Regions from separate parts of the Lathyrus oleraceus genome. Here region 2 is linked to region 1. A link is a contact called in public Hi-C data. All regions are on one chromosome and are shown on one strand. The core of a region is the stretch at or near the end of the contact, and the rest is flanking DNA. Distances in the headings are between cores, read along the strand shown. Region 1 holds the start of LOC127101172. Region 2 holds the start of LOC127107246.

What was found. Hi-C and Micro-C count contacts between places; a contact is called where the count stands out from the background.
Region 2: a contact with region 1 is called in a Hi-C map of leaf, with 9 times the contacts expected there. The contact joins the promoter of LOC127107246 here to the promoter of LOC127101172 in region 1. A contact is called at or near these places in 2 of 2 Hi-C or Micro-C datasets (both in leaf).

The regions. Positions count from the first base shown.
Region 1 is chr7:135,061,073-135,066,963 of CAAS_Psat_ZW6_1.0, forward strand. LOC127101172 reads right to left here and starts at 4,510. Exons shown (of 2, transcript XM_051038510.1): 1 at 4,335-4,510; 2 at 2,737-3,874. The coding sequence starts at 4,361. The coding sequence ends at 3,026. It overlaps LOC127101171 (U-box domain-containing protein 6), which reads left to right. Exons shown (of 6, transcript XM_051038508.1): 5 at 1-726; 6 at 1,533-2,546. The coding sequence ends at 2,322.
Region 2 is chr7:135,421,469-135,427,633 of CAAS_Psat_ZW6_1.0, forward strand. LOC127107246 reads left to right here and starts at 3,240. Exons shown (of 4, transcript XM_051044546.1): 1 at 3,240-3,908; 2 at 4,600-5,031; 3 at 5,233-5,539. The coding sequence starts at 3,441.

The DNA.
Region 1 (5,891 bases), core at 3,260-5,759:
TAGCTCCTTTAGTTTCACGCCAAATAATAATATGGAGCCAGGGCAGATGGCTCTACCACCTGAAGAGTTAAGGTGTCCAATATCTCTGCATCTTATGTATGATCCAGTTATTATTGCTTCGGGGCAAACATATGAAAGGGTTTGCATAGAGAAATGGTTCAGTGATGGGCACAACAACTGCCCAAAGACCCAACAGAATCTTCCACATCTTTGCTTGACTCCTAATTACTGTGTTAAGGGTCTTGTTGCTAGTTGGTGTGAACAAAATGGAATTCCTATTCCCGAAGGCCCTCCTGAGTCTCTTGATCTTAACTACTGGAGATTGGTAATATCAGAGTCAGAGTCTGCAAATTCAAGATCTGTAAATAGTGTCAGCTCTTGCAAGCTGCAGGGTGTCAAAGTGGTTCCTTTAGAAGGGAGTTGTATCTCAAAGGAATATGGGGAAAATGAAGCTGAAAGTGTATCTGCGCAAGAGGAAGACACTGAGCAGTATCTTAGTTTTCTGAAAGTCTTGACCGAGGACAACAATTGGAAGAGGAAATATGAAGTGGTAGAACAGTTGAGGCTGTTGCTGAGGGAGGATGAAGAAGCTAGGATTCTTATGGGGGCTAATGGGTTTGTTGAAGCACTTGTTCAGTTTTTACAATCGGCTTTACATGAAAGGAATTTGATGGCTCAGGAAAGCGGAGCAATGGCTCTCTTCAACCTAGCTGTGAATAATGACAGGTTTGCATTATCATCTGTAGTTTTTATTATTTTGAATCATTATGTAGAACTTCTTTTCACGTGGTTGGAAAATCAAAACGGTTTTTGGTATTACCATTGAAAATAAATTGCACATTGTGTGTTTTGTTTTGTTGAAACATTGAGGGTGCGATAAAAAAGAAATATATACTGCAAGTGGATGTTGAAAACTTACTGCTGCATTACATTGAATTGAATGCATGGTGCGATAAAAAAAGAATTATATACAGTGCTAGTGGATGTTGAGAACTTACTGCTTCCTTACATTGAATGCATCACTACAACTTTGATGACATACATACTTTGTTAATTTTTAGGCTCTTGTGTTTTTATTGGCTTATTTAAACAAAAAGGGATAATATTAGGAATAACAATATTAGAGAGAGTGTTGGGGTAGAGCCTATAGTAGAAAAAGATGGTGGAAAATAGGCGTAGGTGGTTTGGGCATGTAGAGAGAAGACTAATAGATTCTGTTGTACGGAAAGTAGATTAGATGGAGAGAAGTCAAACAACTAGAGGTAGAAGATGACCTAGAAAACTATAAGATAAACTATTAAGAAAGATCTTGAGAATAACAATTTGGATAGAAACATAGTCTTGGATAGAAAATTATGGCTGAATTTGATCCATTCTTGAAGTTAATGTGTTATCCATATATTGAACATGGCTTAAGTTTCCCAAGATATATAGTAGAGTTGATGTTTCATTAACTCTTCTTTTAACTCATTTTAAATTTTTTTAATCTCTGCGCATCATTTAACTGGATTTTCCCCCTTTCCTGTGAACAGAAATAAGGAGATTATGTTATCAGCTGGAGTTTTATCTTTGTTGGAGGAAATGATTTCTAACACTAGTTCTTATGGTTGTGCAACTGCTCTATATCTGAATCTCTCTTGCCTCGAAGAAGCCAAACCTATGATTGGCATGAGCCAGGCTGTACGGTTCCTAAGCCAGCTCCTTCAATCTGACTATGACATTCAATACAAGCATGATTCTCTCCACGCTCTCTATAATCTTTCTACTTTGCCCTCCAATATTCCATACTTACTTTCATCTGGCATTGTTAATGGCCTACAATCCCTTCTTGTAGACCAGGGTGATGATTGTACATGGACAGAAAAATGCATAGCTATTTTGATAAATTTAGCTACTTCTCAAGATGGAAGGGAGGAAATGGTATCAACTCCTGGACTCATTAGTGCATTAGCTTCGATATTGGACACTGATGAGCTCGAAGTGCAGGAGCAAGCTGTCTCTTGCCTCCTAATTTTGTGCAATAGAAGTGAGCAGTGTTCCGATATGGTCTTGCAAGAAGGAGTTATACCTGCGCTGGTATCAATATCAGTGAATGGGACCCCAAGAGGACAAGAAAAAGCTCAGAAACTCCTGATGCTGTTCCGACAGCAGCGACGAGATGAATCACCTGTTGAGACTCACGAGTGTCCTCCTGAAAGTAGTGATTTGTCTGTGCCTCCTGCTGAAATGAAACCTTTATGTAAGTCGATGACTAGAAGAAAGACAGGGAAAGGTTTTGGCTTTTTCTGGAGAAGCAAGAGCTATTCCGTGTACCAGTGTTGAAGTTCAGTAGGTTGTAAATATCTGTTTTATATCCCTTTGCCCTTCATGTGTTTCTGTGGGTTTAGCTTACTTTTTGGTTTCGAATGCGAAGAAAAGTTGTACATGCCTGTGTAATTTATGGATTTTGTTTTCTTCATTCGCTTTTCTCTTTGTAACATAAATTTCTCCAATCATAAGTGTTGGATTTTGCATTTTTGAAGTTAATGTAAATGTGAATTATGTCATATAGCTATTCTGTTTTCCACAAGTGTTTTAACTTTAAAGCTTGCCCTTGTTTTGCCTAAAATGTGAATTATGCCATATGGCTATTCTGTTTTCCATATAGAACATCAACATTGTTGAAGATTCAAATGACAGTGACACATCTTTTGCCAAATACAATGTCAATCCAAATATACACTTATATACATATCATTGAAATTTAGGCAACCAGAAAGATATTTGATTTGCATAAAAACAAAAATGGACTTGATTAACAAGTCTCTTTCAAGATTCCCAATTAACAACTAAAAAGTTAAATTGCAAAACAAAATAAAAAGACACTCACATTTGAAGTAGCCATCATAAGTGCTATACTCTTGCATGGTAAGACTTAACTTGTAACTTTTCAGTTTGGTAACTGATTTTTAACTTGTAACTTGCAAGTATCAGTCACCAGAGCTATAAGTTATTTTTGTGCTTGGTTTCCGTCGTGAAGTTGAAGTTAACGGCGACGAGGACTCATTAGCCATGCGGACTCAAACAAATCCATAAGTGGATCATATTCATGTTTGCTTTCACTTTTATAACCTTGGAATTTCTCATCACTTTCACACTTTTCAGTTTTTTTCTCTTTTCCTTCATCTTCACATTCATCATTATCTACTTTCTTCTCACTACTTTCCAATAATACTTCTTTGTATGAACTTTTCTTATTGTTAGCACAAGACCCTTCCACAGCACTTTTATTTTCAGCCTCTGGTATAGGAGGAAAACCTTCCACACTTGATGGATCCATTGGAAAGTCAAGATACTCCTCAGTCGCACCCGATTCCATCCCTCTACTATTATCACTGCAGAAATTTGTATCAACACCAATAGTTTTCTCATCCACGCATGAACTTTCACGCCTCAATGTCGAAACCAAACTATTCATTTTCGAGTTTAAAATTTTCAGTGTCCTTTCCAAATATGGAACTTGGTGGATTATTTCAGGCACATTCTTGTTCACTGCTCCATCGAATTTATCTGGCAAAGAAAGTATCGTTAACACGACTTCGTCAATTTTGTCGAACACGTACCTTGAAGGAGGAAACAGTTTCTCTGTGAAGTTTTCAGCGGCTAGGATGCGATCGTCGATGAAGGCGAGGATCGTTAGCCACTGGTATTGAATTGTATAGATTAAAGGTGTGATAAATTTGGCCAAATTTCCAATGTTTCTGAATGTTGAACCTATTGGTCCATTGATATTTTGGGTTTTTCCTATGGCAATGTCACCAATTGTTAAGATTGAAACTCCACATGCATGCAAGGGACGTTGCCTTGAACTCATTCTTCTTGTTGTTTTTGCCTCCTGAGAAATCACATTAAAACAATAACATGAGAAAGAAATTAACATCCCCTAAAAATTGGAAATTAATATCATTAATTATTATAATCACGCCTAAGTTTATTAATTAAGAATCATATAAATTTAATTTTCACTTCTTTTTTATGATATCAATTATGTTTAGGAGATCTGTTTTTCTTAAAACGAAAAAAGATCTTATAAACACAATTGATATCATTATGTTTTACGGCGAAACTCAGGCTTATACATAGCTAATTTCTTTAATTAATTACATGCATGCATGGCTTGAATTATGTTTTGTGGATATAAATTTTGTTGTGAAAGAGATCTGATTAAAAACATCAGAAATGTAACGTTTGAAGAACAATTTTAGATTAGTAGTAACAATAATAACAATATTGATATTCAGAAATTCCTGGTAAGAACATTAAAATAACAACGTTACAAAAAAATGGAAACTCACCTGGGAAAAAGAAGTGGTGGTAGGCATATATTGGAGATGTTAATTATGAGTCCACAGACAAATAAATTTGCAGGTAATTAAGCTGCAGCTTGAGAGAATTTATAGATCTGTTAGATTTAGGTTGGTGATATAGATAGCAAACTATATGTATATAAGTGTATATAAAAAGGAAAATAAAGGTGTAAATGGAAAAACAAGTTAATATTCCCCATAATGGAAAATAGTTCTGGCAGCTGGATTTTGTAGCTATGATATCACAATAAAAATAAATATATGTTATATTTAATTTAAAAATATGACATAATGATTTTTTTTCCAAGGGTATTGTTATGGGTGGCCAAAAGCTCCGGGAGCTAAGACCAAAATGATGTTAATGCACTTTAAATGATCTAAGATCTAAAGATTATAGATTTAAATGCATTTTTGGTCTTCTAGTTGGAGCGTTTTAAATAATTGATCCTCTATTACAAATCAACGATTCTGATCCCTCATTATTATGATGTTTTCTGCTTCCAATTTCACTAACCCCTTATCGTCTAAGGCTTGACACAATTGAATCCCTTTGAAAGTGTCTTGCCTTGTTTGAAGGTTATTCCAAAACAAAATTGCTACTAAGGATAACCTTTTCAGAATTGGTATTATCGGGAGTGGTGTTCTCAACTGTGTCACAGAGTGTTGAAACAACCTCTCATCTTTTTTTTGTGTCGTTTTTTTCCAGGTTTGTGGCAGAACGTTTGCAATTGGTTTAGGATAGACAGGACACTGCACATAGAAGGATTGACTCACCTGTCTCAATTTGAAGGGCTGGTTGGAGGCGAAGGGAATTGTATTCAAAAGTTAGTGTGATTTGGTTCGCGTGTGTGGAGTATTTGGAAATCCAGGAGTGACAATCTGTTTCGTAACAAGGAATTATACTTGGGAAATCTAGTCTAAGGGTCCTGTCAGTGTTGTAGTTTCTCGGGTATTTGGTTCGATGTTGTTCATTCGGTTCAGGTTGCAGTCCTGACGATGGTTAATTTTGTTTCTTTGGCGTGTATCTTAGGCATGCTGGTTTGTTTTTGCTTTGTTGGGGAATCCCCTGCTCTTGTTTTTTGTGGTGTGTTTGGTTTAATGTTGGCTCCGATTTTTGTTGTTGGAGTTGTTGTTCATAGCAGTGTAGTGAGGCATTGTTGTTCCAATTTGGCTTATGTCTGTTTTTGCTTTTTTCCTTGCAAATTTAGCCGATATTGGTGGAGTGGAGCATTTTGGTTTTGGGGATATTATTCCTGCTATTTTAGATTAGGAGTGTTCTATTTTATCCAGTACTGATGTTTCTTTGATCTTTTTTAATTCTGTTTGTATCTGTCTTTTTCTTGGTTTTTTGTATCAGGATGTCTTGGCATTGCAATTGCATTAGAGTCCCACATTATTTTTTTCATAAATAATTTTAGTGTTTATAAATGTCAACAATGCAATATCCAATCTCTTCTTGGGCTCAAGTTTGAAATATATGCAATAATGAATTGGGTTATGGGTCAATAATTCTTTTCAAATTTTCAAATAATTAATTTTTAAAAA
Region 2 (6,165 bases), core at 1,990-4,489, 360 kb after region 1:
TAGATTTGTCAATGATCTTTATGTACTCAGAGTAAGGCAAGGAATCTACAAGAATGCCTCTCACTCTATGGTGTTTTCTATTATATCAATGACATCTTCAAGAATGTCCCACAACTCATCATTAAGACCTATGATATGAGTGTACATCTTACTTTTCCACCATTCAAATTCAGTAGAATCTGCATTGAATGTAGGAGGTCTAACAACATAATTATTCTTTTCAGATGTACTATAATCATGATTAACATCCAAGAGGAGTGAGTTATGGGCTAGGACCACCATCACCAGAGTGATATGATTCAGCTTCAGAATCACTCATGGTAAATAAAGAAGTGTTTTTCTGATGTCAACTGAAGGTGAGAAAAACACAAGAAGAGGGTTGAATTGTGTTGGGTTTTTTTTCTCTTTAAGCTTTTTCTTCTTCTTCCTCTGATGGTTCTTAACCAGATTCTGAATACTTAGTTCAGAGTCTGACTTAGAAAATCTTGGTTAGCTTTTAAAACTCTTTATCAGATTCTGAACCAGAATCTGACTTAGAGTATCAAAGTTGACAACAGCTGAATGATAATACATAAGCAAGGAAAGTGAAAACAAAGACACGAGCAGTTATCCTGGTTCCTCTCACAACTTAAGAGTAGTACAGTCCCCGTGTACTTCCAAGGTATTTTTACTATAACTAAATTGATTACAAATGCTCAAGCACCAAACAAAAGACTTCAAATGCTCAAGCACACAAGTAAGAGACTTCCAATACTCAAACCCACAAGTAAGAGACTTCTAATCTCAAGTACACAAGCAAGATACTTTAAATGCTCACGCACTAAAGCAATAAACTTTTGACTCTATAACAAATTGTTAAGAGATTTGGTTAACAACTATAGTTGATATACAATTAGAGGTGTAGACAAAATATAACTTAGAAAGACTCTAAGACTTAAGAACTTCTAAAATATACAAGGTGTTAAGAGGCTCTAAGTCTAGAAATTTTAATAAAGTATCTTCTCTTTGAATGTCAATAGTTCATAGTTTTGTATTGAAGTGTATTTGTCTTCAACTTCATGGTCTTCTGCTCCTTAAATAGAGAGGAAGAAAAGAGACGTTGAATACTTTCACCAAAAGATTGGATAAATTTTGTACTTGATTAGACACATAAAAAAACAACTTAATGCAAGGGGAATTATTCGTTGAAGCTCAGACACCCATGAAAAGATTTTTCCTTAAGTCTTCACGTGATCAAAAGGTCTTTGAGTCTGTCAAAGTTTCCTTGAGTGAAGAGACACCCCTTCAGAGGTTGACTTTCATCAGACTTGATTCTTCAGAGTCTGATCTCTTCAAATTTTGATTCATGGCTTCTGAAGCTTCAAAGTATGAATCATCCGAGACTGGTTTTCTTCAAAGTTGACTTCTTCAGAGTATGGATCTTCCATCAAAGTCAGAGTCTTCGTAAGTGATCTTCATAACCAGAGTCTGAACTTCAGATGCAGAACAATTAATCTTCATATGTTCTTCGTATTATAAACCTGCATACTTGAATAGATGGTTAGAATATCCAATTATTCTTTAAATACTTTGTTATCATCAAAATCCAAGTGATATGATATCAACCAATATTGTTTCAACATGCATATTGTCAACTTCCATCATTACAGGTTCTCCCACCTCGAACTTTATTGGCAAGGCAAAAAGTGTTCTCAAATATGGTTTTGATAGGAGACCTGGATCTGGTTCATCTATTTTATAGTACATTCACTAGTCGAGTCTCGACCCCCTCATTTCTATTGTATCATCTGTTCACATCCATGATCTTACATGCACAGTGAAAGACTTCTACTAAAAAATTACTCCCCATATAAACTATATGTTCACTTAGCTTCTTGAACATATTATCATTGAACTTAAGAACAAAATTTTATGCTTTAGCACAAACATTATAGTTGTCTTCATTTGGTTTGATCATATCAACAACACCTATACAACCAACAGTGGTTACTTATGCCTTCTCCATAACAAATAGGATTCACCTAACCACATCCCTTGTTTGTGATCATGGATTTGGAAGCTCTGTCTTCCATAAAAAATTAAGTTCATATTTTAACTCGCTTGCCACAATTCAATGTTAACTCTGTATACGCTACATCATCGAAACATGATCACCTCACTTTTATGATCTCGATGTGGCTTGGAAGATGAGTCATTCTTCCATTGTGTTCGTGATTGCACTGATTCCATGAACCTTTGGCTTAATCTTTAATCTGCTTATATAGATTTTTTCAATATTTAAGATAACAACATTTGGCTAAAAAAGGATAACAACATTTGGCTAAAAAATGATGCATCTGAAATAACATATTTGCTGCATGGATCTAGTGAGCTTGGAGAAATTGAAACTTAATCACCATCTCCTTGAACCGATTCTCATATATCATATTTCTTTAGATGATCACTCAATGACCGAATTATTCATCATTTACTTTAATAATGTTCATTCTGGATTTGCAAAAGACCGCTTCATCAAATGAAACTCCTTTAATTTCTCCTGCACTATTATCAATGTTAATTAAAATGTACTTCTACACCTCAGTTGTAGAGATTTTGATGACCTCATTCACAAATCTTATAGAATGTGACAATGTAACTTCTTTTCTTACATCTCATATCTTCGTATATTATCCAAGTGAAACTTCATGACATGGTCTCTCATTTACCAAAGATATAAATCTTAGTTATTCAATTTACTATAAATTATTAAAATGGATTATAAATTCTTAAAAAAAATAACAATTACAAAATTAACATTTTCTTATCATACCATACTATAAACTATAAACTAAGACTCCTCTATAAACTATTTTTCTTATCATGCTAGATTATAAACTATAAACCAACAGTGCTTTATAAACTAGTTTATTGTGTTGACAAAGTAATTCTAAATAATTTCTAGATCTTGCTAATAAGTTTCCATGCTAAAACTTTCTCTATTTGGTCGTTTAACATGTTCACTTAGTTTAACATTTTCCTTCATTTTAAATTTTTTAATTAATTCAAGTCTGCATTTGAGATTCAAAATTAATAATTGTGTCCGTGGATGTGAATCAAAATCTGCCAAAATTAGAGTCAAAGCTTCTCAAACGTGAATCGCAATTATTTATTTATTTATTTTCTGCTTTAAAAAGAAAACTATCTTGAAAGAAAATAAACAAAATACTACTTTAAATATAACTATTCCTCCTTCCTCGCCGACAAGTTAAAATCAGAAAAGTGCATTCCCTAATAAGAAAGGTAAAGGAAACATAAATGCCCATATTCCCACGCCAGAAGCTTTCAATTCAAAGCACTCTCATCTACCACATTTACTTCACTTTTTATTTTATTTTATTTTATTTTTAAACAGCAACATTAATATTTTATACATAGATTGAGTTTCCAAAAACACTAACGAAATGACTAATCTCCAAATTCTAACCGAAGAAAAACCCGCTGAATCAATCAATGAAAATCAAATCCCTCTCCTAACTTCAAATTCAAATCACGAAAATGAAGACGAAGCTAATAACAAGACTGATACTGAAGTTGATAAAACCCTCGCGCGTTTGGAACTGTTTTTGAATATCTTAGGGTTCAATCCGCGTTCCGTTTTATACTCCGTCATTTGCTGGACGGTTTTCTTCGCACTAGGAGTGGCGGTTCCGTTAACGGCGTTGTGGATGTGTGACTGTTCGGAGTGCGAGAAATACGAGTTACGCGGCTGTGAAATGGTGATCGTCGCATTTCAGGCGAGTCTCGCCGCCGTTTCTTTGCTCTGTCTTTCGCACTGTATGAGGAAGTATGGACTCCGGAGGTTTCTCTTCGTTGACCGGTATACTGGAGACGTTGCTTGCTTTCATCGCGATTATGTCAACCAGATTTCGGTAAGTTGCCACGTCGATTGGAGATTTTCTTGTCTTGTTGTGTAGATTCAAATATCGATAGCTTGTGATGAGAAATAATAGAAAGGTTTTTGATATTTGACATTTTTAGGGTTATCATAACATTACTATTGTGATCTAAAATCAGAATTTGGATCTGGATTCACTGCATTTAAAAACACACTTACACGCATTAATTGATTCATAGATGATTGCATCACACCTTCGCCAAAATATCTTCAAGTAATCTTGACAATCTATGAAGCACGGACAACCGGAAAACACCGACAGTGATACCGGTAATAATTTGAAAAAAAATGAATAAATTAAAGGTAATCACAAGTGTCGGATTGTCAGGCCATACCTTTCTTCAAAGGTGTCGGGTGCTACATAGTTGACAATTGATTTGAGATCGGGTGACCAGAATCAGTAACTGTTTCACACATTTAATGTGTGGATCCAAATCATGCTTCTTCTCCTTCGTTCCTTATTTTTGGGAAGGTTTGATTTGATCCATGAAGTTTCAACTTGTTTCTGTAAAGTTAGCAACTCATTTTAGAAAGGAAAATGACTAATATCAATTGTGGATGATTGATTTTATTGCACATGTATGAATGCTAATATTTAGTTGAAATATCAATTGTGTTTAGAAATTACAAATGGAAAATTAACTGCCCTCCCTCTAAATTTATAGGGATCTTTGCGTCTATTCATTCTGTGGGTATTTCCATGTTTCCTTCTGAAGACGGCGCGAGAAATCAGTCGCATTTCATATATACAACATGGATCATGGGGGTTCTCGATTATGATTTTTATAGCTTTGATTGTATCATGGACATATGTTAGTGCAATCTCTCTATCAGCCTGTATTTTGTTTCACTTGGTCTGTAATTTGCAAGTCGTCCATTTTGATGATTATGGGAAGCTCTTGGAGAGGGAAAGCGACGTGTTAGTGTTTTTGGAAGAGCATATGCGCCTGCGCTATCATCTTTCCAAGATAAGCCATAGGTTCAGAATATATCTTCTTCTGGAGTTCTTGGTTGTCACTGTTAGCCAAGTTCTGACTCTTTTGCAGGTCACAGGATATCGTGATAGGATTACCATCGTAAACGGTGGAGATTTTGCTGTAAGTTCAACTCTATGTTCAAAGTGTTTATGTATTTAGATTGAAAGAACTAGTTCATTTTAATTCATACAAAGCTATCAGGTGCTCAAGCTGTGTTCTCTGTTCATATTTACACTAAGATTTTTGCAGTTGTTTCTTCCTTTTATTAACATTTAAAGCTTTCAAGGTACATAGATTGAACCGTCCATTTTTTTCCTTCAGGTATCCACACTTGTTCAGGTGGTTGGTATCATTATTTGTCTTCACGCAGCAACAAGAATTTCTCATAGAGCTCAAGGCGTTGTTTCACTTGCAAGCAGGTGGCATGCCATAGCAACATGCACATCTTCTGATACGTCACAAATGAGAAGCTCCGCGAGTGCAGGGAGCCTTGAGGTTGCAAACCATTTAAACTCAATACAGATAGACTATTCTGAAAGTGATCTGGAGTCGTTGGATTTTGGAGGAATGGCTATAAATACCCAATTGGTTTCTTGTATGTCCTCACATCACAAGAGGCAAGCTTTCGGTAAGTAAATAAACTACTTTGTGTTGAAAACCTGTGAATTTTACAAGTTCTTCTAATTAGTGGCAAAAATAAAGTACTGCCCATTCACTGCAGGGACTAAGTTTTATACATTTTTTCCACTTACTGACTATGCAGAGAAGTGAAAAAACAAAAAATCTGACATAATTTCAAGCTACTTAAAATGCATAAAGATATCCTATATATATACTTCAGCAGTGCAAGCTTATAAATTTATCTTGATTGAGCCTAAAGTAGTCTAATAATGTTTCACGCCGTTCTTTAAATGGCATAGGTGTATGAATTTGAAAGTATGATTTCGGATTCATTAATTTGTGATCCCGAATTTCCTATATAGTAAAACCCTTATGTTTCACATGCAAGGTAGACTTTTAACACTTAGTTCAGCTAAACAAAGTAGATTTTCAAAAGCTTAAAAGAAAATATGTAATGGTAATGGGTGAGAAACCGGTCACCAGTTTAGAAAATTATTGGGAAAAAAATCATTTTAAACATTAATTACTTGGTTTTCCTTTTGTGCTCATGATATCGAGGGCATAAATCACCATTTTTCATAAGTAAGATTGCTTAGGTGTTGTTTTGACTATTTTTTATTCATATTGATCTTT